Linked DNA regions of Mus musculus: all the other regions are linked to region 2. A link is a contact called in public HiCAR-type, HiChIP or PLAC-seq and promoter capture Hi-C data. All regions are on one chromosome and are shown on one strand. The core of a region is the stretch at or near the end of the contact, and the rest is flanking DNA. Distances in the headings are between cores, read along the strand shown. Region 1 has its middle 29 kb from the start of Zfp326. Region 2 holds the start of 4930542N06Rik (a long non-coding RNA gene). Region 3 overlaps Lrrc8d (leucine rich repeat containing 8D). Region 4 overlaps Lrrc8d (leucine rich repeat containing 8D).

Region 1 (6,844 bases), core at 3,655-6,154, 430 kb after region 2:
TAACTGTCGTGCTGAGACAGGAAGGCTGTCTTGTCTAGCTCCTTTCTTACCTACCCCTGAGAGCCTCTCTGCAGTCCCTAGCCTAGCACCACCCTTAAGGATTCCCTGAACTCTGCTCAGTTTCCTGTTGGGACAACAAACCGATCACTATCATTGTTTAAGTGATGTAGAGGTAGACCAGAAGGACATGGCTGAGCAGCACAAAGGGAGGAGCAGCAGCAAGATGATGTTTAATATGCAGTGTGGGTTACTGTATGTTATAGAAGTGCTGTACAGTATATACAGGTGTAGTTACTGAAGTGAATCAAGAGCGGACATAGGGGCTGGAAAGACAGAATATTCGGTGACGCGCTTGCCCCTGAAACATGAGGACCAGATTTCAGTTCCCAGGACCCACATAAAAATGTCCAGGCACAGTGTTGTGTGACTGTGATCCTAGCACTGCAGTGCCAAGGCTGGAAGGCTCCATAGGCTTGCTGGCCAGCTAGGCCGGGAGAGTGGGCAAACTACAGGTTCAGGGAGAGACTGTCTCCAAAAATTGAACTGAAAACTATTTAAAAAGGTAACTAGGGTTGGAGAGATGGCTCAGCGGTTAAGAGCACTGACTGCTCTTCCAGAGGACCTGAGTTCAAATCTCAGAAACCACATGGTGGCTCACAACCATCTGTAAAGGAATCTGATGCCCTCTTCTGGTATGTCTGAAGACAGCTACAGTGCACTCATGTGCATAAAATAAATAAATATTTTTAAAAGATATCTGATGTGACCCCTGGCTTCCACAAGTATACACACACACACACATACACACATACAAATACATACATACACACACATGCATACACAAATATATATACACACACATATATACACACACACACCGCCCCCATGCACATGCTCAACAGGAATATATATGCATATAGACACAGAATTGATATGATATCTATTCCCCTCAATAAATTTCTAGTTGTATTTTAAACTAAACATTTGTTTATTTTTTGAGAGAGAGAGAGGGAGAGAGAGAGAGAGAGAGAGAGAGAGAGAATGCCTGGGGAGATCTGAGGACAATCTGAAGGAGCAGGAGTCAGTTCCCTTTCATTAGCTGAGTCTTGGGGATTGAGCTTGGGTTGTCAGGCTTGGCAGCAGGTGCCTTTACCTACTGAGCCATTTTGCTGGCCTCTGGGTTTGTTCTCTTGTGGTGGCCGGGATAGAACTCCCGACCTTATGAGTGCCAGGCACGTATTGTACCACTAAGCTGTGTCTCTAGCCACCCTGGTCTCTCGAGGGTGAAAGTGCCCATTTTATCTTCCTCATGGCTGGGCAACACCCAGAGAACTGTTCTGTGCCCCATGACACGTGGGCGGTTCTCTAGGCCATCACTGCACACCTAGCTTGCATGTGCTCTTCCTGCTTCCAGCCTGATCTCTTGCATTCTCAGACACGAGAAAACAGAATGCTGAAATCACATAATTTAACAGGTATCCAAGAAACCATTTTCAAAATTGCCTTTCTCCCCTAAGTCTTAAAATACTTACTTTCCAGGTTGGTGAGATGGCTCAGTGGGTAAGAGCACGACTGCTTTTCCGAAGGTTCGGAGTTCAAATCCCAGCAACCACGTGGTGGCTCACAACCATTCGAAACAAGATCTGACTCCCTCTTCTGGATTGTCTGAAGACAGCTACAGTGTACTTGCATATATGAATCTTTAAAAATATTTTTTAAAAAATACTTGTTTTCCAACCAAATTTCCATTAGAGTAATTCTTAGGAGAACTCTCGAATCTTCATGTCCTGCCCATACAGCTCAGCCCCAAGCCTGGCACATCTAGAACAGTCGATGGTACAGATCAGACTTTAGATATAATATATTTTCTAGCAGAGTATAGATCAAAAATAGTTTTCTCTAAGTCTAGTGTTAGGTATATAGTGAAATTCAAGTTGAGGTCAAACAGCACAAATAGTATCAAGACATTCATCCTGGAAGTGCTTTTGGTATCATTTAATGCAAATCTCTGGCTTTATGGAGTGGAGAACCAGGACTCAGAAAGGCTCTGATAAGAATAAGCTGAGTTGGAGGAAGCTTAGTAGGTCTTACTCTTTTCTCGGCAATTACCATATCCACGATGTAAGAAAATGTTTACAAGCCATTGGGCTGCTTTCTTTGAAACTGAAAAGATACATGTTTGTCAATTTCACAGAGACATCTAAAAAAGGCTTTCCTGTCTATTTATTACAGAACCTTCTATTGAGACACCTTTACATGCTAGAAATTGTCTTAGATGCTAGGTTGTGAGCAGCAGAAAAGCAGAGCTATCACCTCCATCACCATCACCATCACCTCCAACCTTTTTTCCTGGGAGGGTCTTCTGCTACATTGAGAGAACTCTTGTCCTACTTCCTTGGTAGCCCCTCGGGATACCTCAGCGATCCTTGCCCCTGGTGATCACCCCCCTTGCGGCTCTGTGGCAGGTGAGTACTGCAGAAGGGACATGGTGTGACTCTGAGTTTGCCCTGAGGACTCTACAGCTGCTCTTCCTTTGGGTCACTTCTGTAGGGGAAGTCCTCCATCGTCAGTGTTGTTTCCAGCATGTGAGGGAGAATCCTAGGGAGCAGACCTTTCATACTCAGTCAGGCCGGCAGATACTGCATCCCTGGATGACATTATTACTGTTGCTGTGACAACCACAGCAATAATCCCTGGATGATGTTATTACTGTTGCTATGCCAAAGTGGTCCGCTAAGTGAGCCCAAAATCCCTTGCTCGTGGAACCATGAGTAATAGTATGTCTGTTGTTCTTTTATCCCAGTGACATCAGACGGTTGGTGCCTGACCCCACACTGGGCTTACAGAAGGCTCCCTGTAGAAAATCAATCCACATGTTAAAAGATGGTAAAGAAATGCTGGGTGTCATGGCTCAAGCCTATGATCCCTCCAAGTTTGAGGCCAGCCTGGACAATAGAATGAGTTCTAGATCATTAAAAGTTAAAATAACAAAAACAAAAACAAACAACAACAACACAAAAACACTGGCCATTTCAAATGCCATTTTCCCCTTTGTTTTTGTTTTTGTTTTTTTGAGGGTATTATGTAGCCCACCAACCTGTCCTTCCTTAAACTCACCGGGAGGTTGTGAATTCCTGATACATACACCCTCTCAGTTGCTGGGGTTATAGGCCTGTACCACCATGCCTGCTCCAAATCTATAACTTCTGCTGGAGTCTTCCATTCTGTGGGCCAAATGGGAATGGGAAAAGACCAAAGTAAGCACAGCTTTCTGACCAAGAGAAGGTAATCTTCGTAGTAAAGAGAAGGCCTCAGCTGTCGCTCGGCAGAGGCAAGGCCACGGAAACCATGGTGGAAACGGCAGCAACTCAGCAAGACTATTTGCTAATAATTTATTTTCGTTAAGAAAAGAAAACATATCCTTGGTAAAGTGCCAGTTCTCAACAAGCTGATTCATAACAAGTCTTTCTCTGGGAAAACAGACGATTGAATCATTCTCAAGTCTTTGCTACCTGAAGTCATTGTGGCTGTCCATAAATATCTCAACCTACGGTCTTTTTTTTTTTTTTTTGGTAGAATCCAAATTGGCTTTGAATTTGAGGATACATTCCAGTCTCTACTTACCCTAGAGAAATCTGTAATTAGAGTTGTGTGACCCTATGCCCAGTTTATGAAACACCGGGGCTGGAACACCAGGACTCATGAATGCTAGCCGTATATTCTACAAAATGAGCTGCTGCAGAGCCTGTTGGAAATCCTCATTTCCCACCTGTTGAAGGCGGTAGGTACCACATCATTTGCTCTGGCAGAAAGAATATGTGTAGAAACACTGCAGGCTGGTGCAGGTCAGGATGCCTGGTATAGTCTTACCCTTTCTGTGTTAGGGCAACCAGCCATGTTTCTGAACTGGCTAGCTCTGTCAGCATGGGGCTCACAGTGAAGATGACACTGTGTAATGAATGGAAATACTTTTGGATATTACCTGTAACCCTGGCAGAAACTCCCTGGCATGGCTGAAACACTAGGAACTGAAGCTCACATTGCTCAGGCCTGTCGTGGTATGTGGCTCTCTAGGCAGAACTGTATCCATCTTCATCAGACCTTTTAGGGTCTTCATCATGTAAGCCGTGCTTAAAAGAGGCCACCAAGAGCAGGTCTTATGACCACTGACCCTCTTTCAGAGAAGGAGGAGTTGCGGAGGGTCACTAGACCCTCACCTGGGACTCTAGCCACTCCTCACAGCCATTTGTGTGAAGTTCTGCCCTAATTACACAACAGCCACTGAAGCATATGGGCTGAGGGAGGATAATGGGGAAGCCATCAGGGATGCTGGGTGAATGCTTTCCCGTGGGACTGCACTAGGGTCGTCCATGCTTCTGCCTGTGACCCTACTCTGTAAGTAGTCCGATTAACTCGTTGGTTCCCCAGAGCAAACTTGGATGGAGTCATACTTTGGTTCTGTTGGGACTTTATATGGGAGAGGGGTGTAGATGCTTTTAAAAGTCTTCTCAGAGAAGGGATTCTCCCAAACGAGTCTCTTCCAATGCTGGTGTCACAGCTTTCGGTTAGTTAAGGGTGGCCGTGTTGGAGTCTGGCTGAGAACAAGGCGTCTTCCATGTCTCATTCAATGTCATAATAAACTGGTATTATTAAACTCGTACTTATAAAGATCCTGAGAAATGAAGTGATCTTTTTTCCCTCCCAGCTTACTGACGAGAAGGATACTTGAGACGGGAACCCAGGCTTTCTGAATATGAAACTCCCTCTGAGCTACTCAGTAGTGCTACAGTAGTGCAGCACCAAGGCCACCTGTCACCAATGACAAACCCAGGTGACCTCATCCTGCACTGTGACTCCAGTGTTGGATCCTCCTGAGTTAGTCACTATTGAGTCCTCCTCTTGTCTCTGGTATCTATTTTCTCCAGGAAGTAGGCCACTGGAAATGTGTGTGTCCCCCCCACCCCACTTCCTCTGCTTAGCGGTAATTGCTGCTTTGCTACATAACAATAAAGAAACAGCTGTCATGCAGCCTCTGCAAGGTGTTCTGCGTTCTGTATTCCTTACAGTGTCACAGATATTCTTCAAAAGTGGGACACTGAAGCACCAGGCAAGCTCTTCAAAGTGTCTGAAGACTTAGCCTTTGCTAGGTGGGATTTAGACCCCTGTCAGCCCGACTTCCAACTCCCCATTCTGTCTGGTACCTTTTCCCACAGCCAGACTCAATGCACCCGAGTGCTTACTGAGGGCGGGGTATCTCCAAGCAGTTGGAGAGGACTAAACAAACCCATATTGTGACTGCCTGGGCTCTCTGCTACACATGTTGGCCAATTTCCAAAGACTCAACCCCTATGAAAGGGCAGGGCCCTCCAAGTTCCTCAGAATCAACCCTGAAGTGAGATTGCCTGGAAATTTATTTATTTATTTTCTTCTGGTCTACATGTAGGAAGTGGTTGGTATGTGTTCCCTCAAAATTTTCACTTTTCCTATAGATAAAGTAGCTCTGTGTAATTTATGTCTTCAAGAAAGTCTCAGACACTTGGAAGATCCTTTGTCTGGGCACTTCTGGTCCATCCACTGGCTATTTCAGTGAGTCCACTAAGGTAACCCAGCCAAGGGTTTCTTGTACATGGTAATTGATTTTAATTACTCTTCATTAGTTCCCCCTTTATATTGTAGTGTCAGCTTAAATGAAAGTCCTGTGTTCCAGCAAACCTCAGTCCTAAGCAAACTAGGACTGTTGGTCATCCTAGATGGTGTGTTTTCCCCTAACGTATGTGCAAATGTGAGTAACAGATGTGCGTATGTGTGTAATGTATATATGTATGTGTGTGTGTAACATATGTGCATAAGTGTGTAATAGAGGCTAAATATTTTATTTCATGATGGCAAAAGAGCGTCTCCAAAGCAATTATGGCAAAAAGGGACTGAATAGAATGAGGTGGAGACTCATTGACTCAGAATGCTTTCGAAGAGATTTGTTTCCACTGGCTTCCCAACGTGGGAAAGTCCACCCTGGTCTGAACTCCAACCCTTCGCACACAGCTGCGAAGATAGATCCTGTTGTGGGTGGTGTTTGACATCTGTGTTCCCGGTACTCACAGCTTGCAGCATGCACCCAGATGCTGGTACTCACAGCTTGCAGCATGCACCCAGATGCTGGTACTCACAGCCTGCAGCATGCACCCAGATGCTGGTACTCACAGCCTGCAGCATGCACCCAGATGCTGGTACTCACAGGCTGCAGCATGCACCCAGATGCTGGTACTCACAGCTTGCAGCATGCACCCAGATGCTGGTACTCACAGCCTGCAGCATGCACCCAGATGCTGGTACTCACAGCCTGCAGCATGCACCCAGATGCTGGTACTCACAGGCTGCAGCATGCACCCAGATGCTGGTACTCACAGCCTGCAGCATGCACCCAGATGCTGGTACTCACAGGCTGCAGCATGCACCCAGATGCTGGTACTCACAGGCTGCAGCATGCACCCAGATGCTGGTACTCACAGGCTGCAGCATGCACCCAGATGCTGGTACTCACAGCCTGCAGCATGCACCCAGATGCTGGTACTCACAGCCTGCAGCATGCACCCAGATGCTGGTACTCACAGCCTGCAGCATGCACCCAGATGCTGGTACTCACAGCCTGCAGCATGCACCCAGATGCTGGTACTCACAGGCTGCAGCATGCACCCAGATGCTGGTACTCACAGGCTGCAGCATGCACCCAGATGCTGGTACTCACAGGCTGCAGCATGCACCCAGATGCTGGTACTCACAGGCTGCAGCATGCACCCAGATGCTGGTACTCACAGCCTGCAGCATGCACCCAGATGCTGGTACT
Region 2 (6,141 bases), core at 2,937-5,436:
ATGACTATTTGAGGCTGAGACTACACTAGGCGATGGACTCATACAGAAGCTCACAGCAGGCTTTGCACAATGGCAGTCTGGCTTTCTAGGTCAAGCTAACTTATTCCAAGCACATGTATAGATACCTGATCTTCTGCCTGGCTGGGAGCCCTCCCTGCTGAGCCCACTCTCAAAGCCATTCTCAGAATGTGTTCCAGGCTCCTGGAAAGCTTATCTCTAAGCCACAGTCACCAAGAGCCTGTGGAGGTTAGAGCAACTCTTCAGCAGTGGCAGCATGCTCAACCTGATGCAGTTAACCTGGCAGATGCAGCAGATGGCTGACAGGACACGACGACAGAGCTACCAACTGTGAGACTGACGATGCTGCCTTGTAGAGACAATTATAAGTCTGTGTCTTCGGGCCTGACCCCATTTCCCCACCCACCTTGGAGCTGCTGCAGGCTGAGAGTTTAGCAGCATAGGGTGGTACTAGATAGAGTCCCCCTCCAGAACAGCAGCTGTGACCTGAAAGCAGACTCAAGGCCCTGAGCCAAGCCATGAAAGCAGAGTGCAGCCTCAGAGCACTGTTTTACATTAGAACCCCTAAGCTGGATGGACCATATTCAGGGTTGTGTTCAGTACGCTCCTTGCTATTACATTCTTTCCATGGTCAACTTGATTAGTTTTAGGAGCACTGAGGGCATTTGGATGAGACACAGCTTTGGGGGAAGGAGACCAGTCCTCAAAGTGGGCTATACCAGCCCACGTGCTGGGGTCCCAGAATAAAATGGCTGGGGCGGGGAGGGCCAGTGGATAACTGTGCGTTTCCCTCTCCCTTCCTCCTCCTGGGTATAAGTGACTGCACACTGCTGCCACCACAGCCTGGTAAGTTGCCTCTGCCTCCAAGCTGCCAGGAGACAAAATAAACAGTTCCTTTCCCACATGATTTCTTGTCTGGTATTGGTTACAGGGGTGAGAACAGCAAATGATACCCTGAGTCCCACAGTGCCAAGTGTGGCCATGACAGGCGGTGTTGTGATAGACAGGTGGCTTCACTCACATGGATGCTCACAGAAAACCTTGCACACTTCCAGCCAAATGTGTGTGCACTGCAGCTCACATCCATTTTAGCAGGCACTATGCTAGCTGCACATGGCTTATGTATGCTTTTGGTCCCAGCACTCTGCAAGCAAAGGTGGATCAAGGTCATCCTAGTGTACATAGTATATACAGGGCTGTACAGTGAGTATACAGTGTATATACAGGGCTGTACAGTGAGTATACAGTGTATATACAGGGCTGTACAGTGAGTATACAGTGTATATACAGGACTGTATAGTGAGTATACAGTGTATATACAGGGCTGTATAGTGAGTATACAGTGTATATACAGGACTGTATAGTGAGTATACAGTGTATATACAGGGCTGTATAGTGATTATACAGTGTATATACAGGGCTGTATAGCGAGTATACCGTGTATATACAGGCTCTATAGCGAGTATACCGTGTATATACAGGGCTGTATATCGAGAGACTGGAAGAGGAGGAGTAGGAGAGAGAGATGATGTGCCCTCTGAACATACCGTCTCTACAAGAAGAGGGTCTATATTTTTAAGATAATTCATTACTATAGCTGCTTTGGTATTCTGTCTTCACCTCTATCAGATCTATATTTCATTTTAAAAAAGGATTTCTCGTTATCACAGAAATTGAAAAATTACTAAAATGAAAAAGAACTATTTTAAGATTGACTTTTAACTTGTGTGTGTGTGTGTGTGTGTGTGTGTGTGTGTGTGTTGGGGTGCACATGAGTGCAAGTGTTTGAGGAGGGCAGAGGCATCAGATTTCCTGAAGCTGGTGCTACGATGTTGTGAGTCATGTGCTCTTAACCACCAAGTCATCTCACTAACCACTAAGCCATCCCTCCGACCTCTGGAGAAAGAACTATTAATGCTGGATACTATTCTGTCTCTTATAAACCACCCAAAGTTCTTCCAAGAGCAGAGAAAACTCACCTCATCAAGGCAGCCACATGGTGTGGAGCTTACATATTGCTCAAAGACCTTTCTGTTTTATTCCAGGAAACTAACACAAGAGAGACCTGCCAATCCCACAAGTTAGGAAATTCCTTCCTGGGGTCACTGAGTTCACCTACCTATAAGATGACAAACTTGAAGCAATCCCTTACTTTCTAACATCTGTGACTTTAGTGACCATCAATTATACAGAGGAACTGACCACACACACCTCTGGTCTTAGTCCCTTTGTCACATGAATGGAAAGACCCTACCGCCAGAAAGAGTGAGGCATTGCAGAAAATTAGATCATTTTATTTTGGCTTCTCTAATCTACAGCTTGTCTGAAGAGCCGAGAAGATGAACCACCATTTTAAGATGACGTCCAGAGCAGATAAGCAAGAGGAAGACACCAAATATGTTCTTTAAGGGCCAAGATGATGCTGATGTGCCAGGTTTCAGATTTGAGAGCAGCTGAGGCCATGATGCACCTGGAGCCTAAAGCAAAAACGGAAAAACCTGAATGACAGCCCAGGAGTTTCCAGAGCAGTACAAAGTCCTCTATCTGGCTCCTACAACTGTCGTAATAAGAACTGCCATCATTTGCTGATGAAAATTAGGAATGTATTAACAGCAATCACATTTAACAGCTACATCTGTGGGGTTTGCCAGACGTAACACATTTTGAATGAACTTGATCTCCGTTGCTTCCTATTGATAGGTTGAGCTACAAACAAGGAAGCCGATTTTAATATGCATCCCCATTGAATTTAAACTGACCACCAAGCTTATAATCTCTGGCTGTAGAGACGAGGACACAAAGGGTTAAGTAACTTCCCCAAAGTCACACAAGCAGCCATGTTGTTGTGACAGAAAACATTATTAGGGTCTTGGAGGAGGAAATGTCCCTTCTCAAACATTAAGCCAAGAAAAAAATCAGAAACGTCCAGCTTATAATGTTAGAATACTCTGATTCTATTACAGCACTTACTTTTCCCCCTCAAACTGATACTTAAAAAACTCTTTGTCTGGGGGCTGGAGAGATGGTTCAGTGGTTAAGAACACTGCTTTTCCAGAGGTCCTGAGTTCAATTCCCAACAACCACGTGGTGGCTCAAAATCATCTCTAACAGGATTGGATGCCCTCTTCTGGTGTGTCTGAAGACAGCTACAGTATGCTCACATAAAAATACAAATCTTAACAAGAAAATAAAAAAACAAACACCTCTTTGTCCAGGTGGTAAGCAGTTTGAGGGCCATACTTACATCTAGAATTACAAATGTGTACACAAGGTCATACACACAATTTAATGACAATATGTTGTATGTTCAAATGAAAGAATTAAAAAAAAAAGATGTGTGTGTGTGCAGTGTGTGTGCCACGTATGTGGGTGCACGTGTGCGGGGGAGCACATATATGTAGGTGCACATGTGTGTGGGAGCACATATATGTAGGTGCATATATGTGTGGATGCCTTTGGAGGCCAGAAGAGGGTGTCAGAACGTTTGGAGCTGGAGTTGTCGGCAGCTGTGAACAGAATTCTGGTCTTCTGCAAGAACAGTCTGTGCTCTTAGCTGTGGAGCCGTTAGTCCTCACAGTGTTTTCAATGTTTGCTTCAGACTCAATGCAACTGCCACTCAGAGTGAATTGGACAAGGACCGGGTATAGCAGTGACTTCCAGGGCAGTTCGGGCTGGAGTTCTGATATGACTGGTCGCTACTGGATACAGCGCAGTCTTCCACACCTTCGTAGTGTGTGGAGGTATTGGGTGCCCAACTGATCAGGTGACTCAAATGCTGTCTTCTTTTACTCCTCTGGGAGTGTTTTGTTACCTAGGGATGGGAACACCATAGCAACTAAGAGATACAAATCTTGCTGAATTGAATCCTTGTGCTAGAAATAACCTGGACAAAGACTGAGCTTAAAACAGAACAGGGAGGGTGTGGGGGAGTTAAAGATTCGAGGAGGAGGATAGAACTATTAAATAGCCCAGAGTTCTGAATTTGGATTAAATTTTTGCTTAACTTGCAAGGCACACTGTTACTCTTCAAATACAGGGCCATTAACAGGAGAAGAATGTGGATGGGGGACAGGTGACCATCCTCAATGAAATACTATTATGTGTACTCCCTCTATCTTGTCACCTCACGCTGAAGATAAAGACACTGGAAAGAAAAAGATGGTATTGGAGGCCCAGAAGCTGCTTAGTTTCTCCTCCTTCCCAGGGGCCCTACAACCTTTCCAGTCACTCGACTTAAAGAGCGTTAAAGGGACTTCACTAAGGCAGGCTCTGCGCGGCACACCCCACCCTTCCTGGTAGAGTAAGTTGTGTCAATAACAAGTTTCTCAGGGGTGCACACGTGAGAAGGCAGGGGTCTTCTGCTGGGGTGGAGCGCCTGGGGAACGGCCATAAGGCCCGGCTCCTGGGTTTCTGGAATGCAGCCCCAGCTCCTGGCGAGGCGTGTGGCTGCCATGCACCGCGGATGCCAGGCTGGGCGAGTGCATCCGGGCGGCCGCATGGCGTTGGCTCCGGGAGGTGGCAGCTGCGCTTTGTGTGCAGCAGGAGGGTGAGTCACCGGCCCCCGCGGTTCGTCCCAAGGCCGGGTGGACTCTCGGGCCGGGTGGCGGAGCGATCCGGGTAAGGGCGGCTCGGAGGCGGCGCTGCGCGTCCCCGGCTCCCGCCTGCGCAGCCTGCGCAGCCCGCGCGCTCCGCTCCTCCTCCGCGCGCGAACTTAGTCAGCGGTTCGCGCCGCCGCGCGCCCATTGGCCGGCCGCGCGCGCCGCGTCACAATGGAGCGGCTCCGGGGCGGCGAGCCGGGCAGCGCCGGGGCTTCCCGCTGAGCCGCAGCCGCCGGAGTGCGGGCGCCGGCCGCTCGGCTCGCCCCGGCCGGCCGGGCAGCGCGGGCCTGGGGGCTCCGACACGAAGGTAGGCGGGGACGGCGGGGGAAGGGGGAGCGCAGCAGCAGGTGGGGGCGGCAGGGCAGGTGCTGTTACCTGGCGGCGCCTCACCTGGGTCTCCCGCTGCGGGCAGGTGGCACAGTCACCTGCTAAGCCGCGGTCGCCCGGCTCCCACGCCCCCGGGGGAAGGAGGGCGCGGTCCCTTGCGGGCACCTCTCCTGGATGTTGGGGTCAGATGGGGCGAGAGGAGGGGGCGGCCGCGCCCAGGCGGTGCCTTCGTTGTCCCTACGGCTGAACACGCACCTGTGTATCCACCACCCCCCTCCCCGCCCCCGAAGGGAAAGGCCCTCCCTCTCCACCCTGGTCTCCCCTTAAGTGAAGGCGCTCGCTCGAGGGGGTCCACACCAGGTCCCCGCCGTTTGCCCCCTGCCCTGGAGCCTCCTGTCGACATTTTATGCTCTGGGGTATTTACTGGCCTACAGCTGTGATTTTAGCGTTTGAGCTGGAAGGGGTCAACTGATTTCCATTTAAAGACTCGGTGGTTCCTCCTCCTAGGTTGCAGGTGCTGACAGGTCAGAAGGAAGAGGCTCGGTAATCCGTGTCCTCAACTGACTTCCCAAAGTCCGTAGGTTGCTTATAGTCATGTGTTTGTGGAAGACTTTGATGTGTGGTTAGAAAAACTACCACTAGGATCCCTTTGCACCCCCACCCCAGAGGACAAACCTAAATTTAAAAGTCAATACCAGCGTATGGACTTCTTGAATACATTCTGGTCTTGTCTGAGAACTTAACAGGAAAAAACAAAACAAAACAAAACAAAAACAACTGCTATATAAAAATAAGAGAGAACGTTTAAAATATCGTAAATGTGAAACCAATTTAGATAATTTGTTCAGTGTCCGTTAAGAAATTAGAGACTGAGAGTGTAGCCCCAACAGGCTTAGCAAAGGCAAGGTTGGGGCTTCAGTGCCCTCCAAAGTACTACTACTGTTGCATATGACAATGATAATAGTAACAATAACTGCTTTCCAGGACATCTGTGTTTTTTGCCTAAATGTATGACTGAAGTATATATGGGAGAGTGTACTACAGTGTCAGTACACTCAAAATGAACAAATCCCGCTTCCTAAGAAGGCACAGTACTGTGTTCTGAGCTGCGGATGCCAATGTCACTTTTCTATTGCCCCGAGCCTTCCTCGTGATCAGGTCTGTTCTTGACAAGAATAAGAAAACTATAGTTAATCCC
Region 3 (6,763 bases), core at 411-2,910, 360 kb after region 2:
GCCCTTTGACCTCTGGTTAAATAAACCCTTCCCCTTCCTTCATTTCCCATGACTGCTTCACACAAGCTCTCTTCCTCAGTCACATCAGGCATTGGTCGAGTCAGTATTGCCTGTGTGACGTCCACTCACGTGGGTCTTCCTGCCTAAAGCACTATACATAGTGTTTATTCTATCTAGAAGTATTCCTACATGTGCATGAACTATGGGTTGTGAGAGCCTGGACATCCATCTTCCTTTAAAGAATGACCAAGAAAATTTGGATCTTGACACAGACCCTCTTCCTCCCTTTGTTGTTACCGTTGGACTGGGAATCAAACCCAGGGCCTTGACCATGGTAACTAGTGCTCCCCTCCCCCATTTTATTTCTCCTTCGTAATAAATCATAGGACATTAGGACACCGTAGTTTTATAATTGTATCTGTGTGTTCTGATAGCGGACTATTTCTATTAGAAGGTTTTACTGTGTTCTGGCCCCTGAAGGACAGCAAAGGGCACTACACAGCAGCTCTGAAGACCCTCCTGCTGCTGTCATGGGTACGTCGGTCTGTCCTCCTCTCTGTTTACTTAGCTGGAATGAACACAAATCCTGGATAGGAAAGCACCTCCTCCCTCAGACTTCAGACTACGGAGGCCGAGCAGGCAGTCAGTTTTTGTGTCCTCCAGTTTCTGTTACATGGGTTTTCCTAAGGTGGAACAAATGTCTCTTGGACATTTAGATGACTTCTTCGTGACTTGGTCTTTCTTCACAGGAGATCGCCATGTTGAGATACTTTGTCTAGCTCCCGTCAATAGCTACATCCTTAGTCTCCTTTGGCTTTTATTTTGAAGCAGAGTGTATTCACAGCCCATAAAAATGACACTTGTGCAGCCCACTTAATAAAAGGAAATATGTTTGAGATTGACAAGATCACATGCAAACAAGCACACATACCATAGCTTTTATTGTAAAACAAAACCACACATTGTTCATAGCAAAAAGTGGGGTAACCTTTCACCTCCCTAAAACCCATAGTCTTAAAACCATGATGAAAACGTCAGACAAATGTCAGTGGAAGTTCATACCTGACCAACACTTCTCTAAACGGTCGAGGCTATCAAACAAAAAAAGCCAAGAAATTGTAGGAAACAATAGGAACCTCAGAAGTAGGCAGTAATGAATGTCACATGCCCTGCATGGGATCCTAGATAGAAAGTAGCCCTAGGAAATCAACAGAATGTGAACATTACTGTGTCTTGCTGTTTGTATTGGATACATTTTGACAAATGTGCCACACTGATGTGAGACCTTAACAACAGGGGAAACTGAGTATGAGATAAATTGTAACCCTTGGTAATACTCCTAACTTTTCTGTAAACCTAAAACTGTATTATATTTTCTTAAATGTTTATTTTAAACAGGGGCTCCAGAAACTCACAACACAAGAAAAATTGAAGCAGGAGGATTATGCATTTAAGGCTAGCCTTGTCTAAATAGTGAGACCTCCGTCTCCTTGGGTCCCTTTCCCCTGCTCTCATCCAAAATGCTCCAGGAGCATCGTAGGAGGAGTACACCACACCCTAGGCACCCAGGCCTGGGGCCTCCGTGTTGCAAGGACTTGTTAGTGAATGCTTAGCTCTGTGGCTGAGTCACCAGGAACTGGACCAACTCCACCCTCGAGCCACTGTTCAAACCAGAACAGTTCTCTTTCTGGTTAGAGTCAAGGTTCTGGTATTCGTAGCCCTGGGCTAGGTACACTTTTGTCTATTTTCCTTAAGTCCTTTGGTCTGGAATCCCAGAAGCCAGAATTCAGGTCTGACTCAGCCTCTCCTCATCCCCTGTATCTCTGCCAGAATCTCCAGTTCCTGGCTCTGTTTCATCCATTATTTCAGTGTTTTTGGTTTTGAAACATTTTAGACTTGAGGAAAATCACGCAAACCATGCATGGAATTCTCAGATACCTTTTTCCCAGCTTCTCCAGAAGTTAATGTCTCGTGTGTCTCATGATGGTGGAAGTGGAAGGTAGCATCCATGTTGACCAATCGGGTCATCTTCCACCTTAAATTCCACCAATTTTCCCATCAGTCATTGTCCTGTGCAGATTTCACACAACTCCTAACCTCCCCCCTCCCTCAGTCCTAGTAGTTCCTCAGATTCTCTTGAAGCCTGCTGGTATTTTGTGCCTTTATGGTTTGGGCGGGTATGATTGGATGGAAGCCTCACACTTTTTAGTTAAGAGGCCACAGAAGGGGCTGGTGAGATGGCTCAGTGGGTAAGAGCACCCGACTGCTCTTCCGAAGGTCCAGAGTTCAAATCCCAGCAACCACATGGTGGCTCACAACCATCCTTAAAGAGATCTGACTCCCTCTGACTCCCTCTTCTGGAGTGGCTGAAGACAGCTACAATGTACTTACATATAATAAATAAATAAAATCTTTAAAAAAAAAAAAAAAAAAAAAAAAAAAAAGGGCTGGTGAGATGGCTCAGTGGGTAAGAGCACCCGACTGCTCTTCCGAAGGTCAGGAGTTCAAATCCCAGCAACCACATGGTGGCTCACAACCATCTGTAAGGAGATCTGACTCTCTCTTCTGGAGTGTCTGAAGACAGCTACAGTGTACTTACATATAATAAATAAATAAATCTTTAAAAAAAGGGATTTGAAAAAAAAAAAAAAAAAAGAGGCCACAGAAGTGCCATTTTCTTCCCAGGTTATCATATTAAGACACACAGACAGCCGTAACGCTGGTGCATCTTGTCACTGGGGACGGCACATAACAGAGTCTGTGCTCAGCCCATTGTAAATCTGCTGCCTTTCCCACCGCGGTATGTGTGTGATGGAGAAGCGCTGTGGGCCATGCCGCTGTCTAGCTTTTCATTATCCTTTTGCCCACTGAGCTCAGCATCCGGCCTCTCGGCCATTTCCACGGTGTTTGCCTGATGGTGAGTTTTCTATTTTCCCCACTCAGTTCTTATGTGTTAATTGGAATACTTCGCTAGGAAAACATCTGATGGAGAATTCTCTTATTAATAGTCATAGTAACCATGATATCAATTATAATTACCATAATACCCAGCATTCTTGCAACGTGTCTGGTGCTGAGCTAAAATCCTGCTTTTCATGCGACCTTATATCAGCTGTGTGTTTCTGGACAGGCCTTCTAGCCTGTCCTCATGGCTGAAGAGTCCAGTTCTGGAACACTGCTTGCCCTCCTGGTTATTCTCCCTGGCCTGGGCTCTCTCTCCTACAGGTCTCTCAGCCTGCATCTCCCTGTGTATAATGCCTGTTACCTGAGAATTGCTCAAAAGCTGAGTGTCGTAAGCAACACGGCTTGTTGCCCAGGTCTTTCCCACCCTGGCTCATGGCCTCCAGCCCATCCACCATGTGTGCCTGGCCCATAGGAAGCTCAGGACACAAAAAGCACTGGGCTGTTTTAGAGAGGTGCTGCTGCCTGGAACCTGAACTCCACTTCTGTTGCTCTTTACAAACAGGCCAGCAGGACATGGTGGTGGGTGTACACCTTTGATCCTAGCAGCTAAGTGGCACTGGTAGGAAGAATTTTAGCTATAGAGGGTTGCCTGGTCTAATAGGAAGTTCTGGGGCTGTAGAGACCGAGTCCAGTGTGGGTGTTTTGTTTTGTTTTAAAGGTAAATTACACAGAGACCTTGGGCACTCTCCTACATGCTAAGGTCTTACCTTATGGACACATAAGCAAATTAATCATAAAAATCCTTCACGTGGTTACAAGGGCTCTGAAAACATTGCAGTGGGTGGGAGCTGGTTAGGAAGGGCATCAGCAGGAAGGTAATCGTTGAAGGAGACTGAAGTGGAGAGACAGTAGAGGCAGTGACAGCCTCTGCGGATGCAGTCCCACAGAGGCTGAGGGACTGAGGTGTGCGGCTTGGCGCACTTAAAGAGCACAAGGGCTTTCTATGGCCTAGAGTGTGGTTACAGAATTCAGGTGCTTGACAGACACACTCAAAGCCCTATCTGTCTGTCTGTCTGTCTGTCTGTCTGTCTGTCTATCTATCTATCTATCTAGGACTTTTTTTGAGACAGAGTTTCTTTGTAGCCCTGGAACTCACTCTGTAGACCAGGGTGGCCTCGAACTCAAAAGAGATCCACCTGCCTCTGCCTCCCGAGTGCTGGGATTAAAGGTTTGCACCACCATGTCCATGTCCACCCAGCTTCACTCAAAGCTTTTTGACACAGGAAAATATCCAACTTTATGGTTCAAATTTGACCTAATTTTCTCAGATAGCTGGGGAAAAAAGACAGCCGGGATTGCAAGAGAAGAATTAGCACACTCCCCCGGGAGCAGGGAGTATCATGTGCAAAGGAAAGAAGGAAAAGAAATCTCGGGAAATGTTCTCCGAGGTTGGTGGGAGTCACTCAGTCCCCAAGTCAGGCATCCACTCCCTGGAGTAGATGCCAGGTCCCTGCAGTAGAAATCCTATCAGTGCTGTCAGGGGCAACATTTTAGATGCTGTAACATCTGATACAAGATGTTGTCCTGGGCTCTGTTCTCAGTCCCTGGCATTTTGTACTGTAACCTTAGTAAGAGGTGATAGGAGTGGACCCTCCGTGAGATACGTCTGTGGAGTGATGCTGTGAGCAGTTGGGATTCTTGTGCTTCGGTGTGGCGAGTTGCTGATGCCTTTCTGAATGTGCTGAACCTCTTGTTGTGGTAATACATCCTGGAAGCAGAGGGCTCCTGTTCCCACCTACATCTTTATGTTCTGCCTGAGATGGCTTTGTTGAAACCTAAAGCCTGGGGACCCGTTAGTAAATGAAGAGACACATACCCTTGTAAAAGGAGCCCAAAGAACTCCTCTGGCCTCTCCTGGCATGCAGGGGGACAGCGTCCGGCCCTGCTGACATCCGGACCTCAGGCTCTGGCCTTTAGGACTGAGAGGAAAGCTTGTTGGGTTAAGCCACAAACTGTATCATTTGCTGTAACAGCCCCTGTCTCCTTCTCATCTCTCACTGCTATTGTCTTAGTGGGAGCCAGGTACAGTTTTGGCATCAGTAATGGCAGGAGGGTATGAGAGGAGATGCTTGGATGGAAGACATGTAGGAGGAGCAGGGACTGTGATTCTTGTTTATCTGTTGAGTGTCTGCTTTCAGAACTTGGGAAGCTCCACACACCCTTTCTCTAAATATTGTTTTTGGACAGGTCCGCTAGCCTTGAATTATTTGGGAGTTTTAAACAAACGCATTTTCTGTTGGATTTAGAAAAATGAATAGTCATTAATAGTGATAAGGCTGAGCAAGGGTTGGTTGGCTCATGCCCCTCATCCTCACGATTGAGAAACTAAGGCAAGAGGATAATGAAGTCAGTGCCAGCCTGGGCTACTTTGTAAATTACAGGGCAGCCTGGGCTACACATTGGTCCTAATGTGACCAAACCAAACCAGCTAGTAACCACAGCAAGAGAAAGAATTTGCTAGACGTGAACTGAGAACAAAGTAAACCAAGGAGATTAAGTTAATGTGCATCTCCAGCACAATATTAAGTAAGTGGAATTATATAAAAAATTAATGATGTTATATGTCTACTATTTGTGTGCGAGTGGTATAAGTATGCTTATAAGGGCATTCTAAGTAATCACATGTCCTATAGGTGAGGGGATCTATTCACTTAAATGGCCCAAGAGGTCCTGTTAAAAGGAAAAGACTGCATTTTCCAGTAACAGGTGTCCTCAGATTATCCTCCCTGGGACCCAAGTGTGTCTATGGATAAAGATCTCTTACAAAGAGAACCCCAAAGAGCTCCCCCACGCCCCTTCCACTCAGCTCTTAGCAGTTTCAGGGGCTGTGTGCTTGCCTGGGCACAGAGGTACACTGGATAACTAAGAAATAGCATGTTGATCCAATAGTGGCGATGTTTGACAAATGATTATTATGTATTTTTAAAAGGATAACAATATTCTTAGAGCACAGGGTAAACTTTTATATGCTACCAAAAATAGGTAGGCCCAATATATCCATAGAGTAACCTCTGTAACCTGACATTTAAGTGCAATTTATTTTTTTATTGTAAGAACTGGGAGAGTTGGTATGTTTTCTCCAACTGATTGTTTAAACAAATGACTTGAGGTTACTTGTTAAATACTCTGTGCGCATGCGCACGCGCGCGCGCGCGCGCGCGCGCACACACACACACACACACACACACACACACACACACACACCAGCTTACATTTGCAGCAAGTAGCTCTGAGCAAGCAGGGGAAAGGATGAGTGGAGGTGTGGTGGATTTACACAGAGAGAGTGCACCCACCCATTCTGTTTCAGCTTATTTTAGTTCCTAGCTTTCTGTGTGAACAGATTTTACTTTTGTGAGTTTTAACTATAAAATATGTCTATCTACAGGTTTCTATTTATAGATGACACAATTCATTTTATGTCACAGTTGGGCTTCTAAAGAGCTGGTGAGACCTTGAACTTCTGTAAGCTAAATTATTTTTAGGAATCTTTGAAAGAGTACTACAAACGTACAAAAGTGAATAACCATGCCGTATTCTTTTATGGTTCTAGCACTCTCATGTGTGTCTATCTGTGTGTTTGTGTGTGTGTGTGTGTGTGTGTGTGTGTGTGTGTGTATACGTGTGAGTGTGTGAGTGTTTGCATGTATGTATGTAAGTGTTTGTGTGTGTGATAAGTGAGTGTGTCTATGTAAGTGTGTATGTGTATGAGTGTGTGTGTTAGTGTGAGTGTGTGTGTATGGGTGTGTGAGTATGTGGTAAGCACTGTGCATGAGTGTATGATGGTAAGGCTCAGGATAGC
Region 4 (6,462 bases), core at 1,134-3,633, 300 kb after region 2:
TGGGAAGAGAATCTATGTGTTCATCTGCAGGTTGTAACCTTAAACCTTAGCAGTGATATCACAGCGTGAACGGAACCAATCCTTCCCGAGTAGAATAACTTTAAATGTCTATTCTTCTTGAGACAGTCTCATGTAAGTCCATCTGGCCCCCAAATCATAATGTAGCTGAGGCTAATCTTGAGGGTTGTAAAAGGTTTTTAATTTTATGTGTATAAGTGTTTTGCTTGCATGCATGTCTGTATGCCACACGCATGCCTGGTGTCCTGAGGTCAGAAGAGGGCAAGAAAGCATTGGGTCCCTTGGAATTGGAACAACAGAGGGTTGTGAGCTGCTAACTGGGTACGAGGACTTGAACCTGGGTCCGCCAGAAGGACCATCTCTTCTGCCCTAACCTTGAACTTTGAAACTTGGGATTTTCTGCCTTGCTTAGTTTCAGGTGTGTGCTGCTAACACACCTTGTTTCCATGGCTTGGGAGTATTGGGGGTCAGGGGGATGGCTCTAGCCAATCAAGCTTTAAATTTCCAGTGTTTTAAGGGTTTTAGAATGGCTGCATTTAAAAGTCCCTCGGCAAATGCTTACAACAGTATGGATTTGGCGTGGATGTTTTTCCTTCTCTCATTATGGAACAAGTTTGTGGTATCAGAAGAGTAGGTACATTCTTCACACGCAGGAAGTGTCTTTGCAGTGGTTTGGGACATTGTGAACTAAAAAGTTGTACGAGACATGTTCTTTGTTTTTTGGGAGGGTTGCTCTGTAACAGCCTTGGCTGGCCTTGAACTCACTGAGATCTGCCTGGCTCTGCCTCCCAAGTAATGCTGGGATCAAAGGCATGCACTACTACTGCCTGGCTCTCCTTACCCCCTCAAGATGCCTTCATCAAGTTCCTTATAAAGTGAAATTGTGTAAAGTGAAGAGAGAAGGCACCCCAGGCACCCAGTCTGGAAGCACCCAGAGGGAATGCGATTGCAGCTTGCCTGGTGCCCGCTGTGGTGGGGAGCGCTTTATTACTGCCTTAGCTCATTTATTCTGCACAGAATTCTGCACAGCAGACCTGTTTTGTAGCAGGGAAACCAAGGTCAGTCTTCCATCAGCTGCTCCGCCCAGTCACCAAGGACAGCCGAGTAATTCAAGGTCACATAGTCTGGATTATAGTTAAGTGAAAGAGGGGTGATTTGAACCTAAGCAGGCTAGCTTCAGGATCCCGGCTAATGTAAAAGCAATGCTGGGATCAAAGGCATGCACCACTACTGCTTGACTACTGCTTGGCTCTCCCTACCCCCTCAAGATGCCTTCATCAATCTCCTTATAAAGTGAAATTGTGTAAAGTGAAGAGAGAAGGCACCCCGGGCACCCAGTCTGGAAGCACCCATACTTCTACATTTGCTTTGTTTGTTTGCTTGTTTGTTTAATTTGGCCTTTTTTTTTTTTTAAACAGATCTCCCTCAGGCTCAGCTGCCCTTGAACCCACAGTGATTCGGCTGTGTCTGCCTCCCAAGTACTGGGATTGCAGGTGTGGGGATACCGTGCTTGGCCTGCAGATCTGTTCTAGACATTTCCTTAACTTTCCATATCACTACAGTCTTGAGATCAACATCAGAGTTCCACTGGAAACAAAGAAAATCCTATGCCTCTGCTCATGAGCTTCCCGTAACCGGCACGAGCAAATGAAGCATAGAACAGAGAGCCCAACTCCAGCCTTCCTGGAGCCATGTTCCAGACAGTGGACTGACCAGTCTGAGACTGTACCGAGAGCCTGTTGCTGTGACAACCCTCATCCCTGCCACCAAATTCTTTTCAGGAACACAAAACCTGCCTTGTTTTACCTGTCCTTCACAGGCGTGCGCTTGGTGAGCTTCCAAAGTGTATTTTAAAATCGCCTCTTATAATCGATGTGAGCTGTGGGAAAGACCTGGGCTTTGGGGCTTAAAGAACGGGAGTTCTGAGCTCTCCGTGTCTTCTTCAGCCTGCACACCGTGTGACCTTGGCTTTCTTAAAACTTGCGGTTCCTCCCCTGTGCGAGGGGGAGGGGCCCATCTCTGCAGTAACTGGCTTGGCGAGGGTTAGGAGCTTCTACATGCAACAGTGTTTCATTAACAACAAAAGCCACATGTGATGGATAATGAGCTGCCCATCACAACCTTGCAGAGCCTGGGAATTCGTTTTCCATAGTGAGTGGGGAGGTGGGTAGGTGGGTAAGGCTGTGCTGGTCTGAACTCTTTCTTTCAGTCCCTTCTTACCTGTGTTAGTGTGGAGACCAGAGTGTGGGCGTTGACTCCATTTCTGGCCCCAACTCTTTTTTTCTTGGTTTCTCTCTCCTCCTCCTTTGGGCTGGCTTCCAGTTTCCCCACAAAGTGCTATTTGTTTTAAGGGTGAAGCAGGCGATTCTCTGGGCAGCAACACTGGCTGCAGGCAGTTACTGTAGATCATCGTGGAAAGCCAAGCTGGAGTGGGAGGGAGACTGAGGGGCTTGTGCCTAAAACTTGGTACATTGATTTTTTTTTTTTTTTTTTTTTTGAGGAAAGCAAGGAATGGCTTTTCAATAGAAATATTATGAAAGGCCCTTCACAGCAGAACAAAACTGAGTAAGGAGAAAGGGTTTTCAGAAGTCCCTGTTTATGACTTTAAATCCCTCTCCCTCCTCCTTTTCCTCCTTCCCTTCCTTTTTATTTTGAGAAAAGAGGACCCTTTTGAGTATCGCTCTGTCTACCATGCACTTCAGCAGGAGAGGAAGTACGTGGAGGTCCTATCATTGACCACAAGACAGTGACCACTTTAATAATGCATTTTGTCTAAACTCTCCAAGCTTTCCCCCCTCAGTCCTGAAGGCCATTGCCATCTCTGTCCCATATCAGAGATTCTAAAACTGGGGTTCGCACAAAGTAACATGTCAGCATTACCATGCTGGGCTGTAACTCAGTGAAACGTTCGACTCAAGTCTGGCACTCAAGGTGTGCAATTCTCTGTGTTCACCCTGCTTTAAGGGAGCAGCCAGCATGGGAGTAGCAGCCAGCATGAGAGTAGCTGTAGAGGATTTGGCACGTGGCAGCCCACAGTCTGTACTGCGTACTTGTATGAGCTGCGCTTTGGGGGCAGTTTCTCTAAGGGGGAGACTAATTTTGACTGCAAAGTCTAGGGGTGACTTGAGCAGGAGCTGACTGGTAAAGGAGATGGTGACAGGTAGTAAGAGAGGGAGGGACCTTGGGACAGCCTATAACTTGGTTCTGTGGCAGACTGGGGGTCAGAGGAGGTGTGGGGCATGTTTGGAGGGTCAACGCATCCTGCTGTGGAGTATGGGCTTTTGAACAAAAGGCATTCCATTCGAGGATGGAATCTTTTAGTTGTAAAAAATTAATTGTATTACTTATCAGAGATCATGGGTGCATGCATGGCATGTGCCAGCCACTGTCAGTGTGTTTGGGAAGCAGCCCTGTCCTTTTCCGGTGGTTCTTGGGGCTAAACTCAGGTCCTCAGGTTGGTGTGACAAGCATTTCCCTAGGTGGCTGAGTCACCTGACCATTTCTCTTCATTTTCTGAGACAGAGTTTTATGTAGCTCAGGCTGGCCTTGAAGGCCTTATTCTTCTGCTTCTGCCCCTCGTGTGCTGGGACTACAGGCCTGGACCATAACCCCCCCCACCCCCCCAACCGTAGGTTCTTGAGAAGGGAGAGAAAGCAGCAGTGTGTCTGCAGCATGGCCAGAGCAGCTGGGGGTGGGGTGGGGTGGGGGGCGTTCCTTAGGACCTGGGAATTATTTAAATGCACAGCTTCCACAAGCTCCCCTGCTGTCACTCCGAGGCAGCAGATCTGGGGTAAGGCCTGAGAAACTGTTCAAGGAGCCTGCGTGTGACTGTACACTCTGGCAAGGACTTTGGGACATTTAGGAGGAGAGTCTGGCTTACAGCCAATCTGCAGTTTGTATGGGAGATTTTTAAACTCTGAGAAGAGACCAGTCATCAGACCCTGCATGCATGCACTCACTCGCACGCAATCATGAGTGTGAGTGTATGCACACCAGTCTGAGGCCAACTGTCTGCCGGCGTGGTATTTCTCTCCATTGATCTCCACCTATCTTTTGAGATAGGGATTCTAAGTGGACTTGTTGCTCACAAATTGACTGGTTGTGCCAGAGATAGAGATTCTAAGTGGATTTGTTGCTCACAAATGCTCTGGTTGTGCCAGTGAATTCTGGGGAGCTAGCTGTCATGTCTGCTGCCTCCTGCTCCCCACCCCCGCCCCCAGATTACAGATGTGTGACTGTCTAGCTTGAGTGTGTATGTGTGTGTGTATGTATGCTGGGGAGCTGAAATGTAGCGCTCACACCTTGAACTACCTCCAGTCCCACAGTGTGTTTCTATTCCCTGTAAATAAGTGTAACTTCAGAGCATTGTCATTGGACATATGCTGTCTATGCCATCTCTCCACTTGTAGCTAGAGGAGTGCTCAGCTTGCTCTGCATTTCATACCATTGTGTAAAACTCTCCTCTTTCGTATATTAGAAGGAAATGGAAGATGGGGGTTTACTGTTGGCTGCCTGTCTCCCTTGACTATCACACTATATAATATGCCTTCTGGAGTCTTGCCTACATTACAGCCCTACTGTGCCACTAGCTGATAAAGGTCCACGGCAAAGTGACATGACTTCCTTTTAAAATGAAGATGTGAGTGTGTGGTTAGTGGTGAGGATAATTTATGTAAAACGGATGCAGTAGTTCCTGGCTCAGAGTTAGTTGTTGCTATCGTTATTTTTGTTGCTATCGTTATTGTCGTAACTGCAGCCCAGAGGCAGTCCTTCCATACTTCTGTCCCTGGCGAGATCTGTCCTTTTGAAAATAGCTGCCCAGACCACAGACAAGAGTCCCGAGAGTGACTGACGTATCAGGAAGTTTCAATTACGTAGGGTTCCTTCTTTTAAGGCTTTTTATTTTCTAGGAGCACGCCTTGCTTACATAAACAAGCTTGCTAGGATACAGCTGGAGCCTGTATCCTATAGCTGAAGCCCCTATCCTGGGGTGGGGAGGCTTTCCCCGCCCCTCCTTATTTCTCAGTTCATTCTTTAGACTCTTTGGAGCCCTGAGATGGTCACTTGTACATTTCCTGTGATCCACTGAGTAAAGGCCTTTACAAACCCTCCTCCCTCCCTTCTTTTCTTTCCTTTTTTGCTTTCTGTTCTCTCTCTCTCTCTTTCTTTTTTGGTTTTTCAAGACAGGGTTTCTCTGTATAGCCCTGGCTGTCCTGGAACTCACTCTGTAGACCAGGCTGGCCTCAAACTCAGGAATCTGCCTGCCTCTGCCTCCCAAGTGCTGGGATTAAAGGTGTGCACCACCTCTGCCCGGCTGTTCTTTCTTTCCTGACAGGGTCTCCCTGTGTAGCCCTGACTGATCAGAATCTGGCTATGTAGCCCAGATTGGCCTCAGACCCACAGAGGTCTTACCTCAGTCTCCTGAGTGCTGGGACTAAAGGCATCTCTATGACTGGCCCACTCTTCTCTTTTAAACTTTGTAGCAGCTGCTGACTTTTGAGGCAAGGTTGTAGCTCAGTCTGGCCTTGAACCTCTTTTGTAGCCAAGTGTATTGTTCAACTTCTTATCGCCTTACCTCTAAACTCCCCAGGTCTGGAGATTACAGATGAGGACCACCCAGCCCCGTTTATTCTCTCCTGGGGACGAGTCCAGCAGCCTCAGGCATGCTAGGCAGATAGGACACCAACTGAGAAATGATGCTAGCCATGACTTTTGAAGGATAATTATTTTTTTCTGAGAAGGTAAACAGTTCTGTCAAGGGAGAAGCTATTTTTCAGCATTAAAGACATTAGAAATGATAATTTATGCTTAAAATAACAAGGTTAGCCCAAATTTTAGTTCTCTTCTCCCTGTGTCTGCTGTTCTTCATCCCAGCACGTATCTGCAAACTTTTCTCACGACCTCCAGTCCCAGCCGTGTGTGTACTGAGCCAGAGTACAAACGGACCATCGGCTTTTCATTCAGGGGATGGCATTTGTCATGGAACTTTACTGATTAGTGGAATATCAGGATGTATTTGATGGTGATCAGCCTCGGGTCCTAGAGTTTCAAGCATATCCCCACTGTCTTGCCATCTTGGGGCTAGAGGCAGATACTGGGCATGGACACCTACAGGACCTCCTTTGAGAATTAAAAGGAGCACAGCACTGTAGCAGCTTGTTTATCTACCATCTCTGTTACTTTGACTGAGCCCTTTGCTCACCCTCATTTGCCCTTCCCGCACCTCTCAAATTAATGTTCTATGCAAATTTGATTATACCAATGTGAACAGTTTCTGTTACTTCTGAGTAGAGATTAAATGGTGTTTCTTCTGGCTCTTTTCCTCCCCTTGTTAGTAAAGGTATCGGCTCTCTGCCTCTAGGCTGCTTGGTTGCTCTGTGGTTCTTGGGGGCCACGGAAGTTGCAGTTGATCAGGGGTCCTGGCTTCTCAGGTCACTGTATCAA

What was found. Promoter capture Hi-C pulls out the DNA fragments that hold promoters and counts their contacts. HiCAR-type assays count read pairs that join an accessible place to other places. HiChIP or PLAC-seq counts read pairs in DNA pulled down with a chosen protein or histone mark.
Region 1: a contact with region 2 is called in a promoter capture Hi-C map of the HPC-7 cell line, with 7 times the contacts expected there. The contact joins the enhancer-like site here to the promoter of 4930542N06Rik in region 2. A contact is called at or near these places in 23 of 39 promoter capture datasets (the 3T3-L1 cell line, 3T3-L1-derived adipocytes, the C10 cell line and 13 more), 12 of 15 datasets of contacts at CTCF or cohesin (CD8 T cells, the G1E-ER4 cell line, the NIH/3T3 cell line and 6 more), 129 of 484 Hi-C or Micro-C datasets (the 3T3-L1 cell line, 3T3-L1-derived adipocytes, the AtT-20 cell line and 70 more), 28 of 115 datasets of contacts at active chromatin or transcription factors (the 230-238 cell line, the HPC-7 cell line, the SCID.adh cell line and 20 more) and 4 of 9 other capture datasets (adipose tissue, embryonic stem cells, liver and 1 more).
Region 3: a FOXA1 HiChIP or PLAC-seq map of pancreatic cancer cells shows a contact between it and region 2. The contact joins the enhancer-like site here to the promoter of 4930542N06Rik in region 2. A contact is called at or near these places in 8 of 39 promoter capture datasets (the C10 cell line, the HPC-7 cell line, cranial neural crest and 5 more), 1 of 484 Hi-C or Micro-C datasets (3T3-L1-derived adipocytes), 6 of 115 datasets of contacts at active chromatin or transcription factors (bone marrow-derived macrophages, double positive thymocytes, embryonic basal ganglia and 3 more) and 3 of 9 other capture datasets (adipose tissue, embryonic stem cells and liver).
Region 4: a HiCAR-type map of astrocytes shows a contact between it and region 2, with 2.8 times the contacts expected there. The contact joins the enhancer-like site here to the promoter of 4930542N06Rik in region 2. A contact is called at or near these places in 17 of 39 promoter capture datasets (the 3T3-L1 cell line, the C10 cell line, the HPC-7 cell line and 12 more), 1 of 15 datasets of contacts at CTCF or cohesin (large pre-B cells), 3 of 484 Hi-C or Micro-C datasets (cortical neurons, embryonic stem cells and stem cell-derived neural progenitor cells), 20 of 115 datasets of contacts at active chromatin or transcription factors (the 230-238 cell line, DN3 thymocytes, the SCID.adh cell line and 15 more) and 3 of 9 other capture datasets (adipose tissue, embryonic stem cells and pancreatic islet).

Annotation. Positions count from the first base shown.
Region 1 is chr5:105,844,542-105,851,385 of GRCm38.p6, forward strand. No RefSeq gene overlaps it. Among named protein-coding and RNA genes, the nearest start is that of Zfp326, 29 kb to the right of the region's middle. Within about 2 kb of position 4,905, at least 23 of the 459 cell types and tissues checked have an H3K27ac peak or open chromatin away from gene starts, as enhancers often do. A contact at or near this core is called in the HPC-7 cell line, Th2 cells, bone marrow-derived macrophages and 2 more, where this site is marked.
Region 2 is chr5:105,410,990-105,417,130 of GRCm38.p6, forward strand. It overlaps 4930542N06Rik (a long non-coding RNA gene), which reads right to left and starts at 4,187. Exons shown (of 2, transcript XR_389449.3): 1 at 3,263-4,187; 2 at 2,297-2,495. It overlaps Lrrc8b (leucine rich repeat containing 8 family, member B), which reads left to right and starts at 4,786. Exons shown (of 5, transcript NM_001033550.3): 1 at 4,786-4,923. It overlaps Gm32051 (a long non-coding RNA gene), which reads left to right. Exons shown (of 2, transcript XR_389452.2): 2 at 2,064-2,933.
Region 3 is chr5:105,777,816-105,784,578 of GRCm38.p6, forward strand. All of the region lies in intron 2 of Lrrc8d (leucine rich repeat containing 8D), which reads left to right. Among named protein-coding and RNA genes, the nearest start is that of Gm42166, 76 kb to the left of the region's middle. Within about 2 kb of position 1,661, at least 83 of the 459 cell types and tissues checked have an H3K27ac peak or open chromatin away from gene starts, as enhancers often do. A contact at or near this core is called in 3T3-L1-derived adipocytes, adipose tissue, bone marrow-derived macrophages and 1 more, where this site is marked.
Region 4 is chr5:105,713,613-105,720,074 of GRCm38.p6, forward strand. All of the region lies in intron 1 of Lrrc8d (leucine rich repeat containing 8D), which reads left to right. Among named protein-coding and RNA genes, the nearest start is that of Gm42166, 12 kb to the left of the region's middle. Within about 2 kb of position 2,384, at least 69 of the 459 cell types and tissues checked have an H3K27ac peak or open chromatin away from gene starts, as enhancers often do. A contact at or near this core is called in Th17 cells, astrocytes, cortical neurons and 4 more, where this site is marked.